5 separate regions of the Sus scrofa genome follow, and regions 1, 2, 4 and 5 are each linked to region 3. The links are chromatin contacts, called in public Hi-C and HiChIP or PLAC-seq maps. All regions are on one chromosome and are shown on one strand. Each heading gives the region's core, a stretch centred on a gene start, on an enhancer-like site or on the middle of the called end of the contact. The rest is flanking DNA. Distances are from core to core; before and after follow the strand shown. Region 1 overlaps LOC102162136 (a long non-coding RNA gene). Region 2 holds the start of CCNL1 (cyclin-L1). Region 3 holds the start of TIPARP (TCDD-inducible poly [ADP-ribose] polymerase). Region 4 has its middle 97 kb from the start of KCNAB1. Region 5 has its middle 76 kb from the start of CCNL1.

The links. A called contact is a pair of places that touch in the nucleus more often than the background predicts. HiChIP or PLAC-seq counts read pairs in DNA pulled down with a chosen protein or histone mark.
Region 1: an H3K27ac HiChIP or PLAC-seq map of alveolar macrophages shows a contact between it and region 3. The contact joins the enhancer-like site here to the promoter of TIPARP in region 3. A contact is called at or near these places in 2 of 5 promoter capture datasets (fetal liver and fetal skeletal muscle), 11 of 47 Hi-C or Micro-C datasets (brain, embryonic fibroblasts, fetal liver and 5 more) and 1 of 2 datasets of contacts at active chromatin or transcription factors (alveolar macrophages).
Region 2: an H3K27ac HiChIP or PLAC-seq map of alveolar macrophages shows a contact between it and region 3. The contact joins the promoter of CCNL1 here to the promoter of TIPARP in region 3. A contact is called at or near these places in 1 of 5 promoter capture datasets (fetal liver), 6 of 47 Hi-C or Micro-C datasets (heart right ventricle, liver, mesenteric adipose tissue and 2 more) and 2 of 2 datasets of contacts at active chromatin or transcription factors (alveolar macrophages and skeletal muscle).
Region 4: a contact with region 3 is called in a Hi-C map of embryonic fibroblasts, with 2.1 times the contacts expected there. The contact joins the enhancer-like site here to the promoter of TIPARP in region 3. A contact is called at or near these places in 1 of 5 promoter capture datasets (liver), 17 of 47 Hi-C or Micro-C datasets (alveolar macrophages, embryonic fibroblasts, fetal heart ventricle and 11 more) and 2 of 2 datasets of contacts at active chromatin or transcription factors (alveolar macrophages and skeletal muscle).
Region 5: a contact with region 3 is called in an H3K27ac HiChIP or PLAC-seq map of skeletal muscle, with 5 times the contacts expected there. The contact joins the enhancer-like site here to the promoter of TIPARP in region 3. A contact is called at or near these places in 3 of 5 promoter capture datasets (fetal liver, fetal skeletal muscle and liver), 19 of 47 Hi-C or Micro-C datasets (adipose tissue, alveolar macrophages, embryonic fibroblasts and 12 more) and 2 of 2 datasets of contacts at active chromatin or transcription factors (alveolar macrophages and skeletal muscle).

What each region holds. Positions count from the first base shown.
Region 1 is chr13:96,951,101-96,953,800 of Sscrofa11.1, reverse strand. LOC102162136 (a long non-coding RNA gene) reads right to left here. Exons shown (of 5, transcript XR_307007.3): 5 at 2,300-2,700. Among named protein-coding and RNA genes, the nearest start is that of CCNL1, 52 kb to the left of the region's middle. Within about 2 kb of position 1,255, at least 7 of the 83 cell types and tissues checked have an H3K27ac peak or open chromatin away from gene starts, as enhancers often do. A contact at or near this core is called in alveolar macrophages, fetal liver and liver, where this site is marked.
Region 2 is chr13:97,003,047-97,005,746 of Sscrofa11.1, reverse strand. CCNL1 (cyclin-L1) reads left to right here and starts at 1,346. Exons shown (of 11, transcript XR_001300397.2): 1 at 1,346-2,700. All of the region lies in intron 14 of VEPH1 (ventricular zone-expressed PH domain-containing protein homolog 1), which reads left to right.
Region 3 is chr13:96,495,005-96,497,704 of Sscrofa11.1, reverse strand. It overlaps TIPARP (TCDD-inducible poly [ADP-ribose] polymerase), which reads right to left and starts at 1,319. Exons shown (of 6, transcript XM_005669945.3): 1 at 1,044-1,319.
Region 4 is chr13:96,001,958-96,004,657 of Sscrofa11.1, reverse strand. It overlaps a transcript of KCNAB1 not described here. Among named protein-coding and RNA genes, the nearest start is that of KCNAB1, 97 kb to the left of the region's middle. Within about 2 kb of position 1,442, at least 7 of the 83 cell types and tissues checked have an H3K27ac peak or open chromatin away from gene starts, as enhancers often do. A contact at or near this core is called in embryonic fibroblasts, where this site is marked.
Region 5 is chr13:96,927,500-96,930,199 of Sscrofa11.1, reverse strand. No RefSeq gene overlaps it. Among named protein-coding and RNA genes, the nearest start is that of CCNL1, 76 kb to the left of the region's middle. Within about 2 kb of position 1,384, at least 46 of the 83 cell types and tissues checked have an H3K27ac peak or open chromatin away from gene starts, as enhancers often do. A contact at or near this core is called in adipose tissue, liver, mesenteric adipose tissue and 4 more, where this site is marked.

The sequences.
Region 1 (2,700 bases), core at 6-2,505, 460 kb before region 3:
AGGCACATGAAAACTCATTTAAAAACAATAAATTATTTACATATTTAATCCATTGACTTTCAGATTCTTGATTACCGAGCAATATACCAAAGAGACATTTTTCACCCCCCCCTGCTCAGCTTTTATCTCATGCTTCAGAGTCACTGGGCTGAGACAAATCCCAGGCTTCCTACTGATTGTATTAAACTTTTTATCATGGAAACTGAAAATATGTGTATGTGTGTGTGTGACAGAGAGACAGAGAGAGAACCCTTATATAAACATTACCCAGCTTCAATGATTATCAGCTTTGCTTAATCTGTACCTTCTTCCCCCAACTCCAGATTATTCTGAAGCAGACCAAAGCATCGTGTGTAGATATTTAACAATGTATTACTAGAGTTCTGTTGTGGTTCAGCAGGTTAAGAACCCTACTAGTATCCATGGGGATGCAGGCTTGATCCCTGGCCTCACTCAGTGGGTTAAGGATCCAGCATTGCTATGGCTGTGGTGTAGGCTGGCAGCTGCAGCTCTGATTTGACCCCTAGCCTGGGAACTTCCATTGCCATGGGTGTGGCCCTAAAAAGAAAATGAAAAGCAAAAAAGAAAAGAAGAACATACTACTAAAAAAAAAAAATCAATGCCTATTTTTAAAAGAAGTATACTATAATGCTTGCAATGGTTCACTTCTTTCTTTCTTTTTTTTTTTTCCTGCTTTTTAGGGCCACACCTGCGGCATATGAAAGTTCCCAGGGTAGGGGTCGACTCAGAGCTGTAGCTTCTGGCCTATACCACAGCCACAGCAATCTGGGATCCCAGGCACCATCTACAACCTACACCACAATGCATGGCAACGCTGGATCACCGACCTACTGAGCAAGACCAAGGATCGAACCTGCATCCTCATGGTTACTAGTTGGATTTGTTTCCACTGCATTACAACAGGCACTTCCTGCAATGATCCATTTCTTGATCTGCCAGCTGGCAATATGGTGTCTGCCCTTTAGAAATATTCATCAGCTATGCACATACAATTTGTTTCAGTGTATATATTATACTTCAATAAAAAGAAAAACAAAACATATCCTCAACACCATTACCACACCTCAAGATGTAACAGTAATTCTTTAATGCTAAGTCTCTAACTAGAGAGGAACACATAAAAACAATGTGGCAATTCAGCAGCAAAGTTAGATGTAGGCATGATGACTGGGAGGGTCATCCAGCCTGGCTTAGAGTGGGTTGGAGGACGCAGCTGGATGCCTAGGAAGTGTGTGGTCATCTCCCTCACTTCCCTGTCCTATTGTGGTCACAGGAGGAGCCACAGAAGCACATGCAGGCATTCACAGGCCTGCACACAAAAGTCAGGGAGTGTGACCTCAGAGGGTAAATATCTCTTAGTGGACATCTGGAACAGAGAGAAAGTTCTCAGGGTTAGCGAGGGCCCTCATGTGACTGGTAGAGGTGGTGAAAGATTCCCCTGTCTGCCCACAGAAGGGAAGCCTGGGGCGCTTAGCATTCTCAGAGCTGCTCCAAGCTTGGGCCCCTGGGAGTTGGGCCCAGATCACGTGGGTGGCTCAAGGCTCAACACGGGCACACCACTGACACACACATGTGACCATCCTATTTTTTTCCCTTTGTCCTTTCATCTGGTCATCCTGAGTGATGAAGAAGAGGCAAGCTTTCTCACTGAGCTATTTTCCTTTGGATGTGCCCATAGGCCCTGTAATTTTTGTCTGGGATCCTTTCTTGCTCCCAAACTTCAGAAGCCCTTTGTGTGGTTCTGAAAGAGTTACTCGTGTTGCTCCTTGCCTGCCACCACCATCATCAACACCTGGGATTTTTCAGCCTCTCATCCTGCCCACACTGTGGAGGCAGCTCCCTAAGGCTTCTTTCTTCCCTACCCTCTGACAGCTCCTCATGGCCCAGCACCTCTGCTTGGGGCTGCCCTGGGGCCCGCTCTGCACTAACCTCTGCAGTCAGTATCCTCAAGAAAGCTTCAGTCAAGGCCCAAAGAGCCCCCACCTCCAGGGGTTGGGACCACAAGAGGGGGTGATGCAGCCAACACTCTCACCATGTACAGGAGTCTCAGTACGCTTCAGCTTTTGGTATGGGTCCTTTTTAATTTTTTAAAATTTCTGTTGTAGGACTTTTCTTCTCCCCCCCCCCCCATTTCACCCGCTTGGCAGCACGTGGTATTCCCAGGCCAGGGATTATATCCTAGCCATAGTCTTGACCTAAGCCACAGCTGCGGCAATGATGGATCCTTAACCCACTATACCTAGCTGGGGATCGAACCTGCATCCCAGTGCTCCCAAGATGCCACCCATCTCATTGTGCCACAGCAGGAACCTCTGCTGCAGGACATTTTTTAAAAATACAAGTAGAAGAGGACTACGAGCCTCATGTGTTCATCTCCAACCTCAGCAGTTGTCAGCTCAAGGCCAATCTTCTTCCACCTACACCTCCACCTCTTCCTTCCCACCCACATTTTTCCTCAACAATGGATTATTTCAAAGCTAATCTCAGGGAATTTATTTCTTTTTGAATAGGGTGTATTGACATGACTCAAATTCAAAAAGTACGAAAGGCTACAAAGAGAAAAGTTGCTCCCTCTCTGCTTGCCTCTGCCTCAGCATGTGGTGGATGAATAGCCACCAGTGTATTTTCTAGCTCCTCCCACTGACACACGGGAGCTATGTCTCTGCCTTGACACTGGGC
Region 2 (2,700 bases), core at 97-2,596, 510 kb before region 3:
ACAGCCACACTGGATCCATGGTCTATACCTACACCACAGCTTGCAGTAGTGCCAGATCCTTAATACACTGAGCAGGGCCAGGGACCAAACCTGCATCCTCTGGATACTATCTTGGGTTCTTAATGAGCCAATGGGAATGCCCAAGAAGTCAAAATTTAAAACACCGTCATAGTTTGATGCGTTAATGCTAAGCGTATAAAATGTTGGCCCATCTCCTCTACCACTTTTGTTGAGGCTGAAAAGAAGAACAGTGAATATAATCATATCTATTGGATATAATCTGGGGTACAGACAGAAAGTTGTAGAATAGTCTCAGTGGTTCTGTGCTTCTGGAAATGATTGCCAAACACAGGAGGTGGGAAACAGTGGTCTATAGGGAAAAGATATCAAGAGTAGAGCAAGTACTCCTCCTTCTCCCAGAACTTCTCACTTCAATTCTTGTTAACTTTCTTCAATTAATCAAGGACCTAGAGATTAAAAAAATATATTATAAAATATATCAAGACATCACCAAGACAGTTTTTTGGTGAGGCATGGTGGGAGACTCTAAATATTAGAAAAATGTTCCATTAAGAAATAGTCTTGGGAGTTCCTGTTGTGGCGCAGCGGAAACAAATCCAACTAGGACCCATGAGATTGCAGGTTCAAACCCTGGCCTTGCTTAGTGGGTTAAGGATCCAGCATTGCTGTCATCTATGGTGTAGGTCACAGACATGGCTCGTATCTGATCTTGCTGTGGCTGTGGCTGTGGCCAGCAGTTGTAGCTCTGATTCAACCCCTAGCCTGGGAACCTCCATATACCACAGGTTCTGCCCTAAAAAAAGAAAAAAGAAAAGAAAAGAAAGAGTCTTGGAGTTGCCTGGTGGCTCAGCGGGTTAAGGATCCAACATTGTCACTGTTGCGGCTCAGGTCACTACTGTGGCCTGGGCTTGATCCCTGGCCCGGGAACTTCTGCATACTGTGGGTGCAGCCAAAAAAAAAGTCTTAAAAATGAATTGTATTGAAGTTCCCACTGTGGCTCAGCAGGTTAAGGATCTGACATTGCAGCTGTGTCATAGGTGGCAGCTGTGGTTCAGATTCAATCCCCAGCCCAGAAACTTCCATATGCCATGGTGCAGCCAAAAATAAATAAGAAGAGCTTTCAAAGTCTGTTACAGCATTTTATTTTATTTTAGTCTTTTTGGGGCCACATATGGAGGTTCCCAGGCTAGGGGTTGAATTGGGAGCTGTAGCCACCAGCCTACACCACAGCCACAGCAACCCCAGATCCAAGCTGCATGTGCGAACTACACCACAGCTCACGACAATGCCAGATCCTTAACCCACTGAGCGAGGGCAGGGATCAAACCTGCAACCTCATGGTTCCTAGTCAGATTTGTTTCCACTATGCCACTATGGGAACTCCTGTTATAATCCCTCCTGAATATTGGAGAGGGAAACTTCCCTGGAAGCAGCTTAGTCAGACAGGTGAAGGTAACGTGCAACGAGGTCAAGTATTTCAGCTAGCACCAGAATTACACTCTCTTGGAGCTCTGTTTCTCAATCCTGGCTGAACATTCCAATAACCACTGGCTGGGTCAACCCCAGATCCATTACATCAACCCCTACAATTCAGGCTCAAGCATAATCAGTATGTTTTAAAAACTTCTCTGGGGGTTCCCATCATGGCTCAAAAGAAGGGAATCCGACTAGTATCCATGAGGATGCGGGTTTGATCCCTGGCTTCAATTAGTGGGTCAGGGATCTGGTGTTGCTGTGAGCTGTGGGATAGGCTGCACATGCGGCTCAGACCTGGCATTGCTGTGGCTATGGTGTAGATCCAATTCCGTCTCTAGCCTGGGAACTTACATATACCTCGGGTGCAGCCCTAAACTCCTCTGAAGATACTTATGTGCAGCTAGGGTTCAGAAATACTGATGTAAATCTTTACAAAGTAAGGTGGATTGAATTCTTTTTTTAAAATGAGTTTTTGAATATGTTTTGCTTTAGAGACATCACTAACAAATATTGCAGTGTACTCAAATTCCTTTTGCTCTATGGATCCAAGTTTTAATTCATTTCTCATAATTAAACCTTAAAATTGAACTATGTGATAGAAAGATGATGGGGCTTCTCATTCCTGGACAATGTCTCCAAGGTCTAGACACAGAAGGAGTAAACAAAGATCTACTCTCTTTTAACTGAATTTACCTTGTGTTAATTTTTTCTGTACAGCAAAATGATTCAGTTTACAGAATCTTTTTTTTTTTTTTAAACAAGATCTACTCTTTTTTCCTCCCACTCTAGCCTGTGGTAGTTTGGATCAGTATCATTGTTTTTATTTCAAATTTGAGGAAATTTGGAGAATTGCTAATATCAGAGAGGGAAAAATACATATAAAGAGATTGATTTCTCCCATACTACCTAATTGCAGTAACCTCCATGAATACATAGACTGCCGGGCATAATCAAATTACCTCTGTAAAGTCTCGACCTAAAACTATTTTTGGAAATTAGGGATTTTCCAGATTAGTGAAAGCTGTGGCTTGTCACTAGCTCAGGCCCGAGTTTCGCAAGCGAAGCTGCTAAAGCAGTCTCTCTCCCAGTCAATACGAATCCCTCGCCATACTTAGATACCTCTGGGAACCACATGCTCATCTGACAGCTTTTTTTTTTTTTTTTTTTTTGAACCGATGTAGTTCACAAGCCTGTTTCCCAAAA
Region 3 (2,700 bases), core at 70-2,569:
GCTGGAGTGGGGAAGTCACTAGAACCTAGTTCCTCAATTAGTTTGCATAACAGAAAAATAAAGATTGGAAGGACACTTCCTCCAGTTCCTGCCGTAGGCGCCCCACTGCTCCACCCTTCACCTCGTGATGCCCTCAGTTCTTGGGCACTCCCGGCCCCTCGCACGGTCCTGGGAAACCGCCTGCACCAAACTCAAGACTCCGCCGGGCGTAGAGCAAAGCCCGGATCCGAGCCTGGGTCCGAGCGACGCCTCCTGCTGGCTGCGACCGTTTGCGCAGCTCCGCGCCCCGGATCGCAGCAACTCCCCGCACCGCGGCCAATTCCGGGTGTTCCAAGCATCCAGCTCCCACCTGTCCCTCGGCGCCCCGCAAACCCTCGGGCTAGCTTCCTCCCACCCAACGAGCGACCCCTGCCCCTGCTGCCCTCCCTTCTAGAAGCCACTTGCGCCGCCTTCCACAGTGAATCTCTTTCCCTCCCGGAACAACCTTCCTGAAAAGATCGTCCTGTGGGCTCCGAGGACCGACCCGAGAAGAGCCGGGGAAACGCAGCAGCAGCAGGCACTTCTCGGGCTGGCGGGGAGGAAGGAGACGACTTCAAAGTTAATCTGAAAACAGCCTGCAAACTTCTGGGCTGTAGCCGGAACGCAGGTCCGCCGGAAGGCTCCCCTCAGCGGCCGTGCCCTCCCCTGCGATCTGCGCCTCAGAGAGCCGGGTCTGCCCCATGGGGGCGACCCACACAGACGCGCCCCCGAGCCGCCACAATTCAGTGGGAATGATGAGCCGCCAGCGCCCCCGACTAAACCTTTCGGTGTCTTACTTCGATTTATACACCTGCCAGAGGCCCGAAGTGACTAAGAAGTGTAGACCAATGCCATCCCGATATTGACGGGATCCGACTGAATTCGGTACAAAAAGGCACGGTTTAAACATCAATCACCCCCGGTCGGTGAAAGCCGGCAGCGAGGCCGGCGTCCCTTTCCGCACCCACCAACCCAGCTAGAGTCCCTCATCATCGGCCCCTCAAAGCCCACCCGGAGCCCTTTACCTGAACCGGCAGCCTGAGAGAACCGACCACAGGAGCCGAGTCAGCGCCTCAGGCTCGCGGGCAGTGTCAGCGCCAGGGGGTGGGTGCGGAGAACCGGCTCAGGCGTCTAGGGGTCGCAGGCCGGAGACACGGTGTGTGGCGCACGGGCCATTCCGCGGCCGGGAGCGCAAAAAGCCGCGACTGCACTCCCGATCCAGCTCGTTCGCCTGTCACCTCGAGCTCTGCTTTAAAGTGGCTTCCGGTCGCCTCCTCTCAGCAGCCCCGTCGCGGGGGCGGAGCCTGAGCAGCAGGGGGGTGGGGTGGAGTGAGAGGACGGGGAGCTCAGTGGGTGCCGGGAAGGAGGCCCGCCCCTCGTGCGCGTGCGCGCTCACTCTCGGGAGGCGCGCCGAGATGTATGTGCGTGCGGCGGCGCGTGCTCTCTGGAGGGGGCGTGTCCTTTGGCCGCTGGAGGGGTCGGAAGGGTCTGCGCCTACCAGCCTGTAGAATTGCTCAGTTGTGAGGAGGGGAGGTGTGCCCTGTGTGGGGCGGGCTCCACCTGCCTGCGGACAGATGGAGGGTCACTTTGTTTGGAAGAAACCCAGGCGCCCGAAGGAGGATGTGAAACGGAACAACCCGTTTCTGTGAGGCTGGCTTTGTTTATTTGCCTCCGCAGCAGTGGCCTCCTGCCCCGGTTGCCCCAGACCCGGAGAGGAAGCAATCGGCTGTTACCACCGCTGTGGCCAGACGGGGTCGCCCGCCCTATTCCGGATGGGCAGGCTTCGCTGCACACCCGGACTGGCGTTTGCCAGACCAGGTTGCAGGCATTCCAGTTTCACAGGAAATATTCGCTAGTATTGCAAACCCCTAGCTTTGGGGTTTTGACAATAAAAGAGGTTATGTGTGTGTTTTTTTTTTTTTTTTTTTTTTTTTTTGTCTTTTTGCTATTTCTTTGGGCCGCTCCCGCGGCATATGGAGGTTCCCAGGCTAGGGGTCGAATCAGAGCTGTAGCCACTGGCCTACGCCAGAGCCACAGCAACGCTGGATCCGAGCCGTGTCTGCAACCTACACCACAGCTCACGGCAACGCCGGATCGTTAACCCACTGAGCAAGGGCAGGGACCGAACCCGCAACCTCATGGTTCCTAGTCGGATTCGTTAACCACTGCGCCACGACGGGAACTCCTATGTGTGTGTTTTAAAGCCCGCAAACACCTTAGTGACTTGTTTCTTCACTCAGCAAATATTTCTCAAGTGCCTATTGCATGCCTGGGCTGTTCTGGTGGCTTACCTACACTTAGAGAGCCTTGATCAGCCCAGATACTATGTCTTCATGGAGCTTACAGAGCACCATGTACTCACCTCTAAAATATACACCGCATGTGATTTTGCCATGTTTTCTGAATTTTAAAATGCCCTGGATGATGAGTCCACCTATTGATTAGTTTTTTAGAGGTGGAGGAAGAAGTACCACGTTAAATTCATTTAATTACTGTACGTGGGCGCGCGGGGCGGGGGGAGGGAGAAAGAAAGCCCTTGTCAAAATCAAAGAAAATTAATCACGGCTGTATCCCCAACAGCTGTCTGAGAAGGGAACATCTCCCAAAGAGATACTCCCTTCCTGTGGCCTGAAATCTAAAGTGACTTAATTCCATAACTTGGGAGCCATTCTGGGTTGAAAA
Region 4 (2,700 bases), core at 193-2,692, 490 kb after region 3:
GATTTACTAAGTTTAATACAGAAGAATTTGAGGATGTGGTGGCAGAAAAGACGACTGAGGGGTCAAATACATCCCTAATTGTGGCCCCCTGGACAAATGGTGGGTGCTGCAGTCATTAGGACCTTGGCACTGACCCCTCCTATACCCACCAATAAATTCTACTCTCCTGACAAAAAAAAAAAAAAGAGTAATGTTAAAGATTAATACAAGTGAAAACATTAAATATACCCAAACAATTGCTCAGAAGAGGAAAGCTTAATGCAACATAGACGATCTGTGGAAGGAGCTGTGATGTTTGTTAATAGAGTCAACTTCACGCAAGATTTTGTTAATTAGGAGCAGGAACTCAGGAGAAACACGCAGTTCCACTGACTGTGGCAATTGCTACCTCCTCAATCCCTTCTATTCTGTGTTTCTAAGCTCCACCTCTCCCTTCTGTTGAATCTCCAGGATGACACAGAACAAGACCTTTGGTGCAGGCTCGTAATCTGCACATACTGCTGACCTCACAGTACACACATCTGTGTCCACCAGGCACTAGCTAACCCGCCCATCTGTCTGTGCTCACAGCCCAGCTTACAGAACTTTTGTGTTACATTCACCTTTCTTCTTCTGAGCAACTGAACAACCCATAGACCAGGCATCATGCTAGATGCCAGGAAAACAAGGGGCACATGGGCCCCTCTCCAGATACCTTCAAATGTAGTGAGAGAGCTGGTCATGTATATAAATAATTACAAACAGAGGCACATGGGGAGGAACACAGGTGGAAAGTGATCAGTTCTCAAGAGAGCACCTCATTTGTGACCCCCAAAAATCCCTGCTTATATACAGAATGGTGTGAGGATCGAATGGGACACTGTATCTTTTTTTTTTTTTTTTTTTTTTTTTTTGCTTTTTAGAGCCACTCCTGTGTGGCATATGGAGATTCCCAGGCTAGGGGTCAAATCAGAGCTGTAGCCACCGGCCTATACCACAGCTACCGCAACACCAGATCCAAGCCGCATCTGCAACCCACACCACAGCTCACAGCAACGCTGGATCCTTAACCCACTGAGCAAGGCCAGGGATTGAACCCGCAACCTCATGGTTCCTAGTTGGATTCATTTCCACTGCGCCACAATGGGAACTATATCTGAAAAGTCTAATGCTCTTTTCTGGGGCACTCATCTTTATGTGTCCGGTCTTTCTTATCTGGTCTCGTCGAAACTCTAGTGTTCGGCAAAATGTCAGCAAACAAAGCAGGGCTAGAGGAAGCCATACTTCATATTTCACCAGTTTCCCAGATTAATTCACCATATTTAGATAACTGATTCTGAAAGGCAGTCCTCCCCACAGCCAATGGGTTAAGAATCAGTTAGACCTAAGAAGGAGAATATGTGGGACATTGCAGGCAAGCGGCCCAGCACTGACTTTTGTACATTAGTATGCGTCATCCAGCCCCTCAGTCATCCTGGGAGGCCAGGATAACAAGTGATGAATCACCTTGTAGATCATAAGGCTGTGTGCAGAGTAAATGCGTCTTTGTACTCTGACATCCATGCAATGTTTAGTCTTGATTTATTAATTCTGTACGATGGTTGTCATTGCTGCAAAAGGGTAATGAAATAACAAGATAAAGCTGATTTAAAAGTACTTCTTCATCTAAATGTCTACACTCAGCAAAAAGTCATGGCTGGGTTTGAACTGACAAGAATAAAGAAGTTCATGTTTCTCTTTTCCTAATTTTAGGGTTCAGCTGGTGCCAGAAATCTGCTCATCGTAGTAATTTAATCACCAGGGCCAAATAATCTTTCTCATTGACTTGAAAAATATCTGGATACATAAGGTAGCATAAATCAAAATGCCTTTTGGTGAGGCACATTCTGACACCTTCCCCATAACAGAGTTCTATTTACAAGTTACTAAATCAACCCCACTGCCGGATAGTAATTTGATACTTATTATTCATTATTCCTATACTCTCCCCCATGAGGTTGACATGATGGTTAACCAGAGCCCCCATGACCTGACTTGTCTCAAGGTAGGCAATTATGTAAAAAAAAAAAAATTTTTTAATGACATAGTTATTTTGAGACCCTGGAAAAAAATCCATAAAAGCAAAGTCAATCTTAAGGATTTTGAATTTGAGATTCCTGCCTGGAGTTGATATTTTAATGGAAGGCTACCCTGTTGGATGATGGAGATGTTCTGTATGTTCACCATCCAGTACAGTAGCCATTATCCTCATATGTATATTAAGTAGTTGACTGAGGCTAATGCCACCTAAGGAACTGAATTTTAATTTTAATTTAACTTAATGTCAATTAACTTTAACATATAGCCACATGTGACTAGTGGCTACCACATAGGATAGCACAGTATGAGTTCTGTTTTCAAATCCTACTGAATAAACCACATCTAGACTTAAATATTAAAAGCAGTTTTCCAAACTACATGAATATAATTCTTCTGCAATGGGTTATTAAGTTCAGGGCACCTAAGTTTTGTGAATCCCATAACTGATTTTGTAGACCGTGTAGCCTTGTTTTTCTGGTCTTATTTCTATCTTAAACCAGTGTCAGAGGGGATTTTAGCTTCTTTTGGTTAAGTTTGAAGCAGCTAATCAAATAAGGGAGATAAAGAGTTGTTTTATTAATTCGGAGCCAGCAAAGTAAGCAGACTTCCAGGCTGTTCCAAGATCAACCCGTACGTTTTTTA
Region 5 (2,700 bases), core at 135-2,634, 430 kb before region 3:
GATGGTCTTCAATATCTATGATTCCAGACTACTCCAATCTGACACCTTAGGCGTTTAACCATTATTCCTTCTTATCCGCTTAACCCAATTGCTCCTTCTTGGGCTTGTCCCGCCTAGGAAAAGAGGAGAGAGGCCCATGTGATAAAGCAGAACTTCAAACATAAACTGCACCACCTCGCAGAACACATTTTACCCTGATAAGAGGCCCAGACATATCTCTGCAGCCACCATGAGTCACAGTGAGAGTTCTGAGGGGAGGGAGGGGGAAGGACCGGCAGCAGGAGGAAAGATAAACAGAGGCCATTTCCGCCTTTCCCTGTCTTGCCAGGTCATGTAACCCTGTGTGAATGTCCCTGAGCGCGGTAAAGTACCTTCGCTCTAGTGCTGCCCAACATCTGTCTGGAAATGAGTACGTGATTGTCTCGTGAACGCCTGTGCGCCCAGCGCTTTTGACTTCTCAAAGCATTGCATGAATATTTGTTTGAGAGACTTCCAGGTGCAGATTTTGTTTTAAGCCATGTGCACTTTATCTAAGTCCTGGGACCCTAGCAAGTATGTCCTATTTTTTTTTTTTTCTTTTTCTTTTTTAAATTACCGCTTTACAGACGAGGAAACTGGGACTTAGAGAGGTTAATTGCTTCAGAAGTCCATCCAGCCAGTAGCGGGTTCCTGCAAATCATCAAATCAAACCCAGGTCTGTGTCACTGTAAGCCCAATTCTGGAGTGGCCACAGTTACAATGCTTCTGATGTATTTGTGGTTATCTCCCATACCATACATATATTTAGTACACAGTGTACATCCAGGCACCTGATAAATGCTCACTGAAAAAGTGCCTAAATCATGCCACTAAGAGCCAGGTTTGGTTCCAGCTGGTAGAGCCCAGAAATGCAGCTTTAGGTGTTTCCCAACACCTCCTGGGAACTCAATGGCCTCATCTGTAAAATGGAGGCATGGAGCAAACGTCCTCTAAGGAACCTTTAGCATTCTTTGGCTCTCTTCCAATGCTGCAGTGTCCTCAACACGCTGCCAGGATCCTGGACGGACAGCGGGGACCAACCGTGCTGGGCTCTTTGCGGGCACCCCCGCCCCTCTGAGGCCGCAGGCGACCAACCGCGTGAGGAGCCTGGAGGAACGCGACCCTTCGCGCATGCGCAAACCCTAGCAGCGGGACCGCAGGCACTCCTTCCGCGCCGGGGTGGGGGGGAAATCAGTGCCCCGGGTAGGGATGGGGTGATCCTGCTAGGACTGAGCCGGGGCCCACGGGGGGGTGGCGCCTGGCCCTCGTTAGGCAAGGCCAGAGCCTCCTCCAAGGCCCTCGGAAAGCTGTTCCCGTGCGGAAGAGCGTGTTCCGGCCTCCGCGCCCTCACGCTGGACGTGCTGGGCAGCACAGAGAGGCCGTTCTTTCCCAACACAGATGGAAACGCTCTCCTGGCACTGCTGCCTGGAGTGTGGAGGAGGGGAGGCCGCGGTGCGGCCGACTCAACTCAGAAAGCCAGAGGATTTTCCGCTTAAAAACCAAGCTGCTGAGTAAAATAAAAACGTGTAAGGTCACCGGGGACATTCAGCCAACTTGGGGTGGGGAATGGGAGGTGTGAGGCGTCACCTGATAGAATAAGCTACTAAAGGGCAGCAGGCACTGCTGGGAGGCCCGCCCTTTATTACTGTTTAGGGATGAATGACAGAACCTGGACAGCTATTTTTACACTGGATGAAACACTGACTGTGTGTGTGTGTGTGTGTGTGTGTGTGTGTGTGTGTGTGTGTGTATTCGGAGAGCTGGGAGTGTCAGGGGACAGGATCTAGGAAGAGAACACATGCACCCTCTTCCTTACTCATCCTGTGATCTTACTCCTCTTGCTGCTGCAGATTTCCTCCCTAAAAGTTAAGAATTACTTATTATTTTGAAATCAGAGAGGGAAAAGGATACTAATCAACAAGTTCCCTAAACGGTGAAAATAAATGAGATCTCAACATTCTGGATTTGCCCCTGTTGGTCCCCTCAGTCTTTTCTCCCCTCGTTTGCCATGATTTGAACATCCAAGTCTAGGGTTATGGACCTGAGTTTTCTTTTTCCTACTCAAGCATCATGGTATGGCCTCCAGGAGGTCTGGGTCAGTGGCTAGAGGAGACAGGGAAAAGAAGAGTCCTTCTACCAGGATGCCATTCATGTTGTCACTGTTTAGTGTACAGCTCCTTCCTGTTAGGACCTAAAAGAAAGACCCGCTTCTTCACATAGGGATAGGGATTTTTTAGGCCATGGTATATGCTGGGAAGGCAGAAAGACATCAGGAAAGGGTGGCTGCTGTGAATATTCAGCTGACCTGAGGCAGCCAGAGCCTATGCCAGAGCTTTACTCTGCAGAACAAATGTGATGCCGAACTGACCAGCCTAGGAGGTGTGATGTGGGAGACAGCTGCCTGCTTCGTGGGGAACCATTGCGTTACCAGGTGACTTCAGACTGCTCGATTTGCCTTGAATCCATTGAACTTCATTTAATTTTCTCTCTGAGACCTAAGAAATCTGGAAAAGGAGATATTGAAAATAATTTTAAAAGTTAAACAAGGCATGAAATAACTTCTATCATTAAAATGAGCTTGTAGAGCTTCACCATTTCAAGGGGATCTTTTATAAGTCTTTTGTCTGAGAAGCATGGAGACAAAAACCTGGAACAAAACAAACCCCTTCACCAAGGAGGAAA